Regions from separate parts of the Mus musculus genome. Here all the other regions are linked to region 2. A link is a contact called in public HiChIP or PLAC-seq and promoter capture Hi-C data. All regions are on one chromosome and are shown on one strand. Each heading gives the region's core, a stretch centred on a gene start, on an enhancer-like site or on the middle of the called end of the contact. The rest is flanking DNA. Distances are from core to core; before and after follow the strand shown.

Evidence for each region. Promoter capture Hi-C pulls out the DNA fragments that hold promoters and counts their contacts. HiChIP or PLAC-seq counts read pairs in DNA pulled down with a chosen protein or histone mark.
Region 1: a contact with region 2 is called in an H3K4me3 HiChIP or PLAC-seq map of embryonic stem cells, with 10 read pairs. The contact joins the promoter of Khdrbs1 here to the promoter of Serinc2 in region 2. A contact is called at or near these places in 3 of 39 promoter capture datasets (hippocampal neurons and liver) and 6 of 115 datasets of contacts at active chromatin or transcription factors (embryonic hindbrain, embryonic stem cells, forebrain and 2 more).
Region 3: a contact with region 2 is called in a promoter capture Hi-C map of liver, with 4 times the contacts expected there. The contact joins the promoter of Sdc3 here to the promoter of Serinc2 in region 2. A contact is called at or near these places in 1 of 39 promoter capture datasets (liver), 1 of 115 datasets of contacts at active chromatin or transcription factors (embryonic midbrain) and 2 of 9 other capture datasets (embryonic stem cells and pancreatic islet).

The regions. Positions count from the first base shown.
Region 1 is chr4:129,739,756-129,743,614 of GRCm38.p6, forward strand. It overlaps Khdrbs1 (KH domain containing, RNA binding, signal transduction associated 1), which reads right to left and starts at 2,548. Exons shown (of 9, transcript NM_011317.4): 1 at 2,024-2,548. The coding sequence starts at 2,405.
Region 2 is chr4:130,273,089-130,277,464 of GRCm38.p6, forward strand. Serinc2 (serine incorporator 2) reads right to left here and starts at 2,498. Exons shown (of 10, transcript NM_172702.3): 1 at 2,370-2,498. The coding sequence starts at 2,408. It overlaps Gm34957 (a long non-coding RNA gene), which reads left to right and starts at 187. Exons shown (of 2, transcript XR_376686.3): 1 at 187-2,846.
Region 3 is chr4:130,790,280-130,794,037 of GRCm38.p6, forward strand. Sdc3 (syndecan 3) reads left to right here and starts at 2,258. Exons shown (of 5, transcript NM_011520.3): 1 at 2,258-2,523. The coding sequence starts at 2,392.

The DNA.
Region 1 (3,859 bases), core at 1,298-3,797, 530 kb before region 2:
CATAAGATAACATCAGGCCGGTGGTGGTGGTGCATGCCTTTAATCACAGCACTTGGGAGGCAGAGGCCAGCCTGGTCAACAAAATGAGTTCCAGGACAGCCAGGTCTATACAGAGAAACCCTGTCTCGAAAAAACAACAACAACAAAAAAAAACAAAGAAAACAGCCGGGCGTGGTGGTGCACGCCTTTAATCCCAGCACTTGGGAGGCAGAGGCAGGCGGATTTCTGAGTTCGAGGCCAGCCTGGTCTACAAAGTGAGTTCCAGGACAGCCAGGGCTATACAGAGAAACCAAAAAAAAAAAAAAAAAAAAAAAAAAACCACCAAAGAAAACAAAAACAGGATCCCCCAGTACTGAAGTTACAGGTGTCTGAAAGCCTTCTGATGTGGGTGCTGGGAACTGAACCCCTGTGGAAGAGCAGACAGTGCTCTTAAAGGCTGATTTGTCTCTCCATTAGATAGTGCTCTTTCACAATGAACTGTCCACGATATCGTTCTGGCCAGAGTGCAATGCTCTGTGTACTGGACGCTATCAGAGGAGATCTGGGGGCTCTGGAGCATTGCTCTCCAAAGGAGAGGGGGGAGAATTCTGAAGCTCTCAGGCAGTCTTTGATGAAATAACCTTTATTCCTTGTGGCTAGGGTCTAATATACATTTTGGGGTGGGGTGGGATCTAAAAGCAGATGCTTTCTATTGGCTTGGTCGGAGAAGTTAGGGATGCTACATCTGCATGTGGAGGGAGGGCCTTCAGGTGTTGGGGGGGGGGTTTAACACCCCGTGTGACTGACTCATGGGGTGTCTTGGTCAAGTGTTCCAGGTTCAGAGTAGGGTTTCTGAATCCGCTCAACCTTCCCAGTTTTTGTCTGGTGACAAGGTTCCATCAGCCCCTCAACAGTCCAACTATTCAACCAGTAGGACAGACTGTGGGTATTAGATGCTTAATAAAAATTAGATATCAGCCGGGCAGTGGTGGCGCACGCCTTTAATCCCAGCACTCGGGAGGCAGAGGCAGGCGAATTTCTGAGTTCGAGGCCAGCCTGGTCTACAAAGTGAGTTCCAAGACAGCCAGGGCTATACAGAAACCCTGTATCGAAAAACCAAAATCAAAAAAAAAAAAAAATTCGATATCATAAAAAATACTAAAACCATGTCTAACAACAGGCGGCGGTTTGAATAAGGAAAAATATCTAAGTCGCTCAAGTCCGGAGAAGAGAGCTCCATAGTCTACAATCAGAGAACAAAGACTACCATTCTTAAACTATCTCTACTCCAGCAAAAACTAAAACAAAAAGACCAATTTCTCGTTCATCTCACGCAAAAGAACCTGCCTGCCGCCCCTTACCTCCCTCTATCATTTCTTTCTACGGTCTCCTGGGCTATCACAACCCCCCCCCCACACACACACACACTTTTGCATAACTTCAGAAACACATTTCAAAATAAAACAGAGAAACCATCCGGGTCTGCAGCAATTCTTACTCGACAGGCCGAAATGGAAAGCTTGGCTTGAGAAAACCTCAAGCTCACGGATTCTCTCGTCGCCCCGACCTCTAATGAACTTAAACCCGAGTTCCCGCTAAATCCCGCCCCGCTCCGTAGATGCGCTGTGCGGGACCGGCATTCCGGCTATCTCTACCTTACACCCCAGGTCTCCATCACCCGCGATTCCCCCCCCCAAATGTTTCCTCTTTGGGAAAGCGGGGAGAAATAGGTTCATTTCTGTTAAGAGCCGGCCCTTGGCGCGCGGGGCAACTACTACGGGAGGAGAAGGGGGCGGGAGCACGGTACTATCCATCAAGCTCTCCGCGCTCTGAGATCGCGAGTCCTCTTCGGGCCTCGTCCGTGGCTCAGAAATCTTCCCTTACACCCTGAGCCCGGGTGGGACTGTGGGTGCAGAATCTCGAAGGCCAGGTCGAGATGACAACTCTCGATGCCCGGGCTCCGAGGGGGTGGGAGCAAGAACAAAGCGGCGGCCACCCACAGTCAGGACCGGGAGACCCAGAGGACCCGCCAAGAACCGCTTACCTACGGACAGCAGCTGCATGGCGTGAGTGAAGGACGGGTCGAGCGAGTCCTTCTCGGCCATGAGTTCAGGCAGGTACTTATTCTCCGGCTCCATCTTGACCGCGGCTGTGGCTGACGGGGGCAGCAGCGGGGTCGGCGCGGAACCCACCACCGTCGCGTCGGGACCAGGGGTGGAGGGAGGCAGCAGCGGCGGCGGCTGGGTGGCGGGCGAGGCCCGAGCGCCTCCTCTGGGCCCACCTCCCCCTCCCCGGGGCCGGTGAGGAAGCGGCGACGGCCGAGACGGGGTCAGACGCACCGAGGGGTGGGCACCTGACGGGTCCTTGGAGCAGCTGCGGCCCGAGGACCGGGTGAGGCGCGAGGCAGGATCGTCCCGGCGCTGCATCGGGGATGATGGGTGGCGAGCGAACGAGCGAGGAAGCGACGCGGCGGCAGCTGAGGCCCGAGCGGCGGTTGGCGGGGGTGGAAGAACAGGAGCGACAGCGACCGAAGCCGACCCGAGCGACCCAGCGAGAGAGCACCGGAAATGAGGCGGCGCGCGTGCGCAGGCGCCTACCGGCACCGCCCTTGAGTTTCTCCGCGGAGAACAAAGTCCCCAGTTGGACCACGGCGCCTGCGCCGACTGAAGACGTCGCCTCCCCGCTTGGGCTCCGAGCTTAGGGCGCCTGCGCGGGCGCCCGCCGCCTTCCTTCATTTCTTTTTCTTTTCCACGTGACCCGGCGCTAGCGGTACACGTGTCTCCCCTCCCCCTCCCCCGGGCGGAGTGCGCGGAGGGGGCGGGCGCCGTGGAATGTCTTTGTCTGCGCTCGGGCCCGCGGAGTGTGCGGCAGGAGACCTGTTATTCGTGCGCCACGCCTCCTTCAACGGCCGAGCCTGGGGAGGTCCCCGAGGGAGCGGTGCCCCGGAGTGGAATCGGGGGCCGCCCCTCCAACCGGGAAATGAAAAGAACGCTTCTGGAGAGAGGGGGACGCGAGGGTTAGAGCCAAGTGAAGCCGGAAGAGAGGGAAAGACTGCGCGAGCGAACGGGATGGGAAGATGGGGATGCGGGCGGGCGTGGTGGGAGGGAGGAGGCTGACCCAGAGATAAGTGATGAGTGTGCGAAAGGGAAGCCAGGAATGGGGAATGCTGTGTGTTGCAGAACTGAAACTCAGAAGGAGTCGAAGGGGTCAGTCAGAGACGCAAAGACCGGAAGAAAAGGGCTCCCTCCATACCCAAGTAGGGCATCCAGGAAGTCAGTCGGCAAGATTTCCATTAGAGCAGGTTCAAAACTAGTGAGAGAATTATTAAAAGATGCATTTGGGGTCGGGTCAACTGGTAATGCTGCTTATCACCTGTTTTTGGAGTCCCCGGCTTGTTGGCTTGTTCCCCACCCACTCATCCCCGGTAAATTCCAAATTTTCTCTCTCTCTCTCCTTCCAACCCCGCCTACTCAGAAAGCCTCAGAACACAAAAAGGCGCCAAAAAATCCAGTCCTGAATTCCTGACTGTACTAATCCTCATCTTTAGTCACCAGCCACCCAAGCCCCACCCTAGATGACCATACCTGGGCACAAGCCCAGCTTGTGGTAGACTTGTCATTTTCTTCGCCTACAATCTATCAAAAAAGTACCAGCCATACTCTGCCCCCGACCTCTGAGGCTGGTGGACTCACCCGGGAACCCATTTCCAAATAGATATGCCTTTTTAAAAAAAATTATTCTTGAATTAGCTTATTTCGTTGGGGGTGGAGGGGACTATTATCAACCTGAGTTCTAGCCCCAGGCCCAAAATAGGAGAGAACCAGCTCTCCCAAGTTTTCTGACCTCTACTTGCACATAGAGGCCTTCATGTCCAGCCATA
Region 2 (4,376 bases), core at 1,248-3,747:
CACAGATGTTAGACACTAAGTAGCTTCAAGTCTCCCCCAGAATGTGGTGGGGGTGTGGATGAGAGAAGACACCTGGACCAAGAGTGAGATTTTTTTTTCCCAGAGGGGAATATATATCCCAGGCTTGCTTGACAATCACTATGTAGTAGAAGCAGATCTTGAAATTCTGCCTCTACATTCTTTTTTTTTTTTTAAGATTTTATTTATTTATTTCATGTATGTGGGAACATTGCCACTGTCTTCAGACACACCAGAAAAGGGCATCAGATCCCATTACAGAAGGTTGTGAGCTACTGTGTGATTGCTGGGAATTGAACTCAGGACCTCTGGAAGGGCAGCCAGTCAGTGCTCTTAACTTCGGAGCCATCTCTCCAGCCCCTGCCTCTACATTCTGAATACTGGGGTGGCAGACATGCATCACTACACCTGGCTTCAGACTCTTAAAAATTATATTTTAGATTTTTTTATGTGTATGAGTACGAGCACGCAGTGCCCGAGGGGATCAGAAAGGTCATCATGTCTCTTGGAACTGGAGTTACAAATGATTGTGAGTTGCCATGTGGGTGCTGGGAAGCCACCCTGGGGTCTCTGAGTCAACAGCCAGTGCTCTTAACTGCTGAGCCATCTCTCAGTTCCCTGACTTCAGATGTTAAACCCGACCAGGAAGCCGAGGGTCTGAGCAGTCCTGGCTGGCCTCAGCTCCGTAGACTGCAGACTGGGTGACTCAGAGCTGATCTTGGCTCTGTTCTCCGGATGGAATTCTCCACCTACGTCTCCTCCTGGGTGACAACAGCTCCCACAATGCCCACTCACTGTACACAGGAGCTGGGCGGCAGTTTCCACCTTTCATCTGCCCATATCACCAAGAGTATACCAAAGGAGGTACTGCGGTGGCCTTCAGTTCAGGCATGGAGAGATCAGGATAGAAGGATTGGCTGAACTGCCCTCACAACCCCTCTCCCAGTAGGACACGGGTAACCAGGCAAGACCAGATGGGAATCATGGTCTGTGAGTGGGAACGTCTCCCTCCCTAACCAGGAAGCAAACCCGTCCCAGGAAGGGGTATGAGCATCAGCAAGGAATAGCCTTACTCTGATCTCCTGTTCAAGCTTCTCTCTCTCTCCCTCTCTCCCTCTACCCGTCTCTCCCTCTCCCCCCCCCCCCCACTTCAGTGGAAAGAGAGGCCCAAGAGAGGACAAGAGCTGTGTCCAGGGACCCACGCCACTGCCTCCCCAGACTGAGCTCACTCTCAGAAAATGGCTACAAAGAAAACCTCTAGATGCGCAGCTCTCTCCTGGGCACCCGCTCCTAACACGCACACAAATCAGGGACAAAGGATGCAAGTCCTGAACGAACCTTCCTACAGCAGCCAGCCGCGGGAGCCCTCTCCGCCCCTCTTTGTGTGGGGCCAGAAGGGGAGGGAGCTGTCTGAAAGAGCCTCAGATTTAATGAGGGGAAGAAGGAAAAGAAAGGGGGCTGGGGAAGTGGGGGCCTCCCGGCCGGTTATGGCCGGCCGGGTCCCCTCCCCTGTGCTGGTTGCTGCCCCAAAACAGAGCTGGCCTCCCGCCTGGTCCCCAACAGTGGCGACCAGGTGGACACACGCAACCTCCCTCAATTTCTGGATCTTTCCAAATCCAAAGTTTGGCACAGGTAGTCAGTGACAACCGACACCAACCTCGCTCAAGAGCGGGATGGGGGGGGGGGGGCTCCTGCCCACCCTTCTTACCCAACCCCCATCTCCTTTCCAGCTCGAGCTGGAGGGAAAGGGTCCAGCGCTTGCAGGGGGGGTGCCCTAGAGTGAGCGGGCCAGACTGCGCGCCGAAAGAGGATGCAGACGGAGCTGGTTACGACGACGTTCAGACAGACAGACAGTGCCCGAATCCTAGAGAAGTGAACGGGACAAACACAAAAGAACAGACTAAGCCAGGCGACAGGGGCAGACAGAATGACAGACGCTCTGCCAGAAAGACAGTAAGCTCAGCGGGGCCGGGACCCTACCAGTTACACAAAGAGTCCCGCGCCCTGGAGAGAGACGCGCCACGCAACCTGGGGGTGCTCTGAGCTGGGGAGCGCGCAATGGCCGCGGGGCTCCCCGCACCCGCTGCCGGCCTCAGTATCCCGGTTCTCGGAGTGACGGCGCCAAAGGCGCCCGGCCGCGCCCCACCCCTCCCCCGCGGTCACCCGAGCCGCGACACCAGCTGTCCAGCGCACCGCGGCCGAAGCGGAGCAGCTGGGGGATGAGGATAAGAAGGGCATCGGTGGGGCCTCTGAAAGGCAAGTTTGGAGGAAGCAAAAAGAAGAAAGTACTTGGAGGAAGAAGGTAGAGAAAAAGTGAGCGGGGCCGCGGCAGGGACGAGGTGGGCACTCACGCAGCTGAGCAGGGAGCAGGCCCCGAGACAGGCCCCCATGGCGGTGAGGGGCGCGGGGCTCGGGGCACCGGCCTCGGATCCCGGATCCGGTGGGACTCCAGGCGCTTGGCTGGCCCCACCCCAAACCCATCCCCGCCCCAGCCCCGCCCCACCTGCCGAAGCCGCTCGTCACTTTCCGGCGACGCTCGGGGCCTCCTAGGACTCACCTGGGACAGGTACTGGCGCCAGACATTTCCTAAAGAGGTTGAGATGGGGAAAGTCCAGCAACGACAGGGGCACAGCCCAACTCAACTCTGAGCTAGGATTGTCTGCTGAACCAAAGCGAGGATTTGGAAATACATCTGGATTTGAACTTCATAGGAGCCATTGTGTGACCGACCCCAAATACTGTCATTGTTAGAGGAAGTAAGAGGTGGTCTTCCCTGATGCCCTTGGATCTTGGCGGAAAACCTCGGCCCAATCTATGGGTGCTCAATGGTAAATTACTAGGCAAGGGGGTGGGGGGATGGTAATGTAGCTGAGTCGGTAGAGTGTTTCCAGAGAATTCATGAAGTCCTAGGTTTGATCCACATAAAACTGGGCATGGTGGCTCTCGCCTGTAACCCAGCACTCAGGAGGCAGGAATCACAAATTCAAAATTATCTTTGGCTGCATAGCCAGATCTAGGTCAGCCTGGGTTACATGGGATCCTGCCTACGGAAAGAAAGAAGAGAAGGACAGACAGAGGGAGGATAAGGGAGGCTACTTTGCTTCTCTGAGTCTCAGTTTCCCCTATTGAAACTAAAGGTGCTAACCTCATGGGGCTGTTAGAACACACAGCAACTGCTCCATGAATAAAAGCCTGTGTCATTCCCATCCCTGTTAAGGCCCCAGATTCGTACTTGTTTAGACCCTCTCCTCTCCATCCACCTTGTCTTCAAACTCTGGACCTGTCTTGGATCACACACACACACACACACACACACACACACACACACACACGAGAGAGAGAGAGAGAGAGAGAGAGAGAGAGAGAGAGAGAGAGAGAAACACAGATAGATATACAGAGAGAGAGAGACAAATACACACACACACACACACACACACACACACTGCTCAGCACTCCACACACACACATATACACATAAGAGAGACAGACAGACAGACAGAGATACACACAGGCACACACACTCACTGCTCAGCACTGCACACAGAGAGACAGAGACAGAGGCAGATAGACATACACACAGAAAGAGACACATACACACAGAGAGAGACACATACAGAGACACACACACACACACTCTGTTCAGCACTCCTCACTCCCTATCTGTGTACAGCCATGACCTCCTAGCTAAGGAGGTCACTGGGTGAGAGGGCATCCTGGCAGGTCATCCCCAGGATCGGGTGTGAGGCGCAGCAGCAGAGTTCTGTAATTATGGTAGCTCACCCCAGCCTTCTCCCCCACCAACTCTAGACCAGATAATGTTAGGGAAGGAAGTCCATAGGTTTGGCTGGCCGCAGGGGCCAAAGATCCGGCCTAACTGCTTCCCCGAGTGATTCATACAGCACCTGGCTGAGCTGGTAATTGTGCCAGGGCTGTTCCGCAAATACCCTGCACTTTCCCTCCTCCACACGTCAGCCCACCTGGTGCCTTCCTCCTGAAAGTCCTTCTCCTTGTCCACCTGTGGTGCCTTCAAAGCTTTGCCCACATCCCACATCTTCTAGATGAAGAGAACCAGATCCTCCAGCCCAGGACCCAGCCTGACTGGAAATGAACCTCGGCCCACTTCCCTGGCACATCTACAACAGCAGACCTCACATATAATTCAACTTAGTGGAGCGCAAGCAAGAGCCCCACACTCTTTCATGGCACCGTTTGAGTCCGTGTTTGTCCCAAAAAAGACTCATTCCCTGACCCAATTCACACATGAGGAAAACGGAGGTTTGTGTTATTGGTAAACTTAGCACTGACCAAAGGCTGGTTGTGGTCACAGAAATCGCTGCTATTGCTGCTAGGAGGCCATT
Region 3 (3,758 bases), core at 1,008-3,507, 520 kb after region 2:
ACACACACGGTGGTATAGGCAGGGTGACCTGTGATGTTCCAGGGACTAAATGTGCATCTCAACCCAGTCTGTGACTATACCTATAACAAGCAGCAGGTGGCGCTCCTAGCCCAAGATTCCCCACAAGGCTTCCTGCCGGGATCTCAGTAAAGGGGGTTTGCAGAATGAGGAAGGCAAGGCTGGGCCATGCTCCCTGGCAACCTGGTAGGCTCCTTTGAGCAACACTGTCAGCCTTGCTTGCCTCCCAGCATGGGCAGCTCAGTACTTTGCCCATCAGTCAGATCCAGCTGCCCCAAGGTTTTCTTTGCACCAAGTTGACATGCCACTCCTTGGGTCTCCTTCTTGATTCCAGCTAAACCTTTTTGTTTGTTTGTTTGTTTGTTTGTTTTTTTTTTTTTTTTTCAAGACGGGTTTCTCGGTATATCCCTAGCTGTCCTGAAATTCACTTTGTACACCAGACTGGCCTTGAACTCAGAAATCTGCCTGCCTCTGCCTCCCAAGTGGTGGGATTAAAGGCGTGCACCACCACCGCCCGGCCCAGCTAAACCTTTGAGAGCACCTCAGAACCAGTCCCAACCACATTGATTGAACTCCCAGTACACGAAAAGGAAGAGCTCACAAAAGCTTCCCAGCCTGTCCCCTGACCTGGTACACACAAGGCATTCAATATGTTTGTTGAATGAATAAGTGAAGCCCATATGGTCTTCATTTCCATCAGACATTGGGGAATAGGCTCAGAGAGGTGAAGTTGTACAAACAAGTACCAGAGCCCATGGTTGTCAGAACCAGGATTTGAACCCAAGCACTTGCTTAACCCAAAGCTAGAGTCCCTCAGCTCCTGGCTATGCTAGTGATAAAGCCAGTTCCTGATTCCTAGGCAGGTCAATCTTTTCATGTTGTATTCTTCAAGGCATCTTAGCTTCAAATGCCAAAACGCATCGAATGGGATTGATTTAAAAGACTCTTTGTGAGGGCCTGGGGATGTAGCTCAGTTGGTGGAGCACATGCCCTTCTGCACAAAGCTCTGGGTTCGGTTCTTAGCACAGCACAAATTGGATGTGATGGAGGTAGTAGGAATAGATGTTCAAGGTCATACTCAGCTACATCACAAGTTCAAGGTCAGCCTGAAAGTCCATCTTCCTTAAAAAAAAAGTGTCAACATTTATTTTTATCATTTTTAAAGGATTTATTTTTATTATTCGTGTGTATGTGTGCACACGCGGGCATGCGTGTCACACCTCTGCACATTAATGCAGGTGTCCTTGGAGGCTAAAGGTATTAGATCCTCTGAAGCTGGAGTCACAGGGCGTTGTGTCTAGCCTGGTGTGGGTACCGGGAACTAGTCACTTACATCTTTAAGTAGTATGCTGTATCTCTCACCAGCTCTCCCTCCCCTCTTATATTTGAAAATACAGAGACTCAGTATGTAGCCCAGGCTTTGAGATCCCTCTGCCTCAGCCTCCTAAGTCATGAGTACTGGGGTTACAGGCAGCTACTACTCAGGCTTGGCTCGTTCTCAGCGATCTGTAAGCCACAGAGTGGACGCCCCCCCCCCCCCAGGATGTCTACCGAGGTTAGCTAGGCAAGCCTTGCATACCTGTGATGCCCCAGCCTCTCACTCCCTCTGGGGAACCCATCTCACACTCTGCCTTATATGGTGCGGAGCTTCATGCTCTGGGTTTCTTTCCAAGGACACATGGCCATCAAATGGATAGTGCCGATTGCAGGGACATCAAAGGGTGTCCTGCTCAGCTCACATGCCAACTAACCAACGCCTACCCTTACCAGCCTCCCCGGAGACCCCTTAGTGCAACTGAGCCCCTGTGAATGGGAAACTGGAGACTTCACCAGCGTGTGAGCAGCAGACGCGTGCTGGTGTTCGCCATGCGTGCCTGTAGCTGACCCAAGCCCCTGCTTCCTGAACTCAGGGTGGCTAGGGGCCTGTGTCTCTCAGACAAACAGGCCAAGGAGAAGCTCAGGAGGACCAGGGGGAACCCCGAGTCGGGGTCCTCTGACACCACCCTACTGGGAGCAGAGAGACCCGGGGTGCTGTCTGGAAGAGCAGGTTCTCCCGCGGCTCGCACACGGCGTGCTTCGCGGATCCACAGTAGGGGGGCAGACGTCAACGCCCCTCGCCCCCCCCCCCCTGCGCGGGGGGAAACTGAGGCCGGGGGCGGTGTCGCGTGCCGGTGTCGCCGCGGCCCCGCCCTCCTGCTCGCCCCGCCTGCGCGGGGGGCGGCGGCGGTGGCGGCGGCGGCGGCGACGCTTCCTGCGGGCGCGGCCGCTGTGGGCGCGGAGCCGCGAGCGAGCGAACGAACGAGCGAGGCGGAGCCGGCGGCCGAGGAGCCGAGCGCAGGTCCCGCGCAGCCCGCGCCGCGAACAAAGGCCGCCATGAAGCCCGGGCCGCCGCGCCGCGGGACCGCACAGGGGCAGCGCGTGGACACCGCCACCCATGCGCCCGGGGCCCGCGGGCTGTTGCTGCCACCGCTGCTGCTGCTGCTGCTGGCCGGCCGCGCCGCGGGGGTGAGTGATGGGCCCCAAGAGGGTCCCCAGCGTGTACCCCGCGTGTCTTTGCGTGTCCCCTCGTCGCGCGTGCCGCGCTGGGTGTGTCCCGGTCTCATGGGGTCCCCTCCCCGCCGGGAAGCGTGTGCGTCCGGTATCCGCTGGGGTCGCCTTCTCCCCACCCCCACTCCATCCCAAGCTGCCTGCAGGGCCTTGGGGGCATTGGAGGAGGAGGGGGTGGGTCGATGAAGGTGACCCGCGAGGGTGAATGAGGGTGACCCTGTGTGTGTGTGTCTGCTTCTAAGAAGGGTGCGTGGGCACCTGTGGGTGTGGGCACGGGAGAGGCTCTGTCCATATGGCTGGATGGCATCCGCATCCCGCTCCACACTAGGGTGACCCATTCTGCACGCTGTGTTCCACCATGGCCAAGGCTGTGTGACTGTGGGTGAGGGGGTGTGTGCTTTGACCCATGGACCTGTGTGAAAGCACACGTATGTGTGTGCAGGTGTGTAGCGATGGTGGACCTGGCTCAGCTCCCACCCCAGAAGACATGGGTGTGTGTGCCATCAGAGGTGGGTACCAGGTGACCCCTGACTGTCCCTTTGAGAAACCGAAGTAGCTAAGGGATTGAACTTGGTTCTGGTTTCACTAGCAGAACGGGAGGAAGAGGGTCGGTCCTGCAGGTGGATGAGCCGGGTCCCTGCTCTGAGGAACCCAGCTCCCAAGTGAGTTCTGAGTTGACAGGTGTCTAAATGTGGGCTGAGTGAGCTGGGGAGTTCTAGGTCCTACCCCCATGTGGCTGACTCCAGGAGCAATGGCTGTCCCTACCCACTCAGATGACCACCAGAGCCCAGGCTGGCCGGCACGCCCCTTCTCTCCTAAGCAAGGTGGCCAGATTGTAGGGAGGCAGGCAAGACTCTGAGCTGCCCTGACAACTGTTAGCTTTGGGGAGGGGACCCCAAGATAGTACCTGGTGGTCGGTTCATGCCTTGCCCTTTTTTTCTTTTCTTTTCTTTTCTTTTCTTTTCTTTTCTTTTCTTCTTCTTCTCTCTCTCTCTCTTCTTCTTCTTCTTCTTCTTCTTCTTCTTCTTCTTCTTCTTCTTCTTCTTCTTCTTCTTCTCCTTCTTCTTCTTCTTCTTCTTCTTCTTCTTCTTCTTCTTCTTCTTCTTCTTCTTCTTCTTCTTCTTCTTCTTCTTCTTCTTCTTCTTCTTCTTCTTTTTCCTTTTTTTCCTGATGGGGTGAGGGGAGAGGTTCCT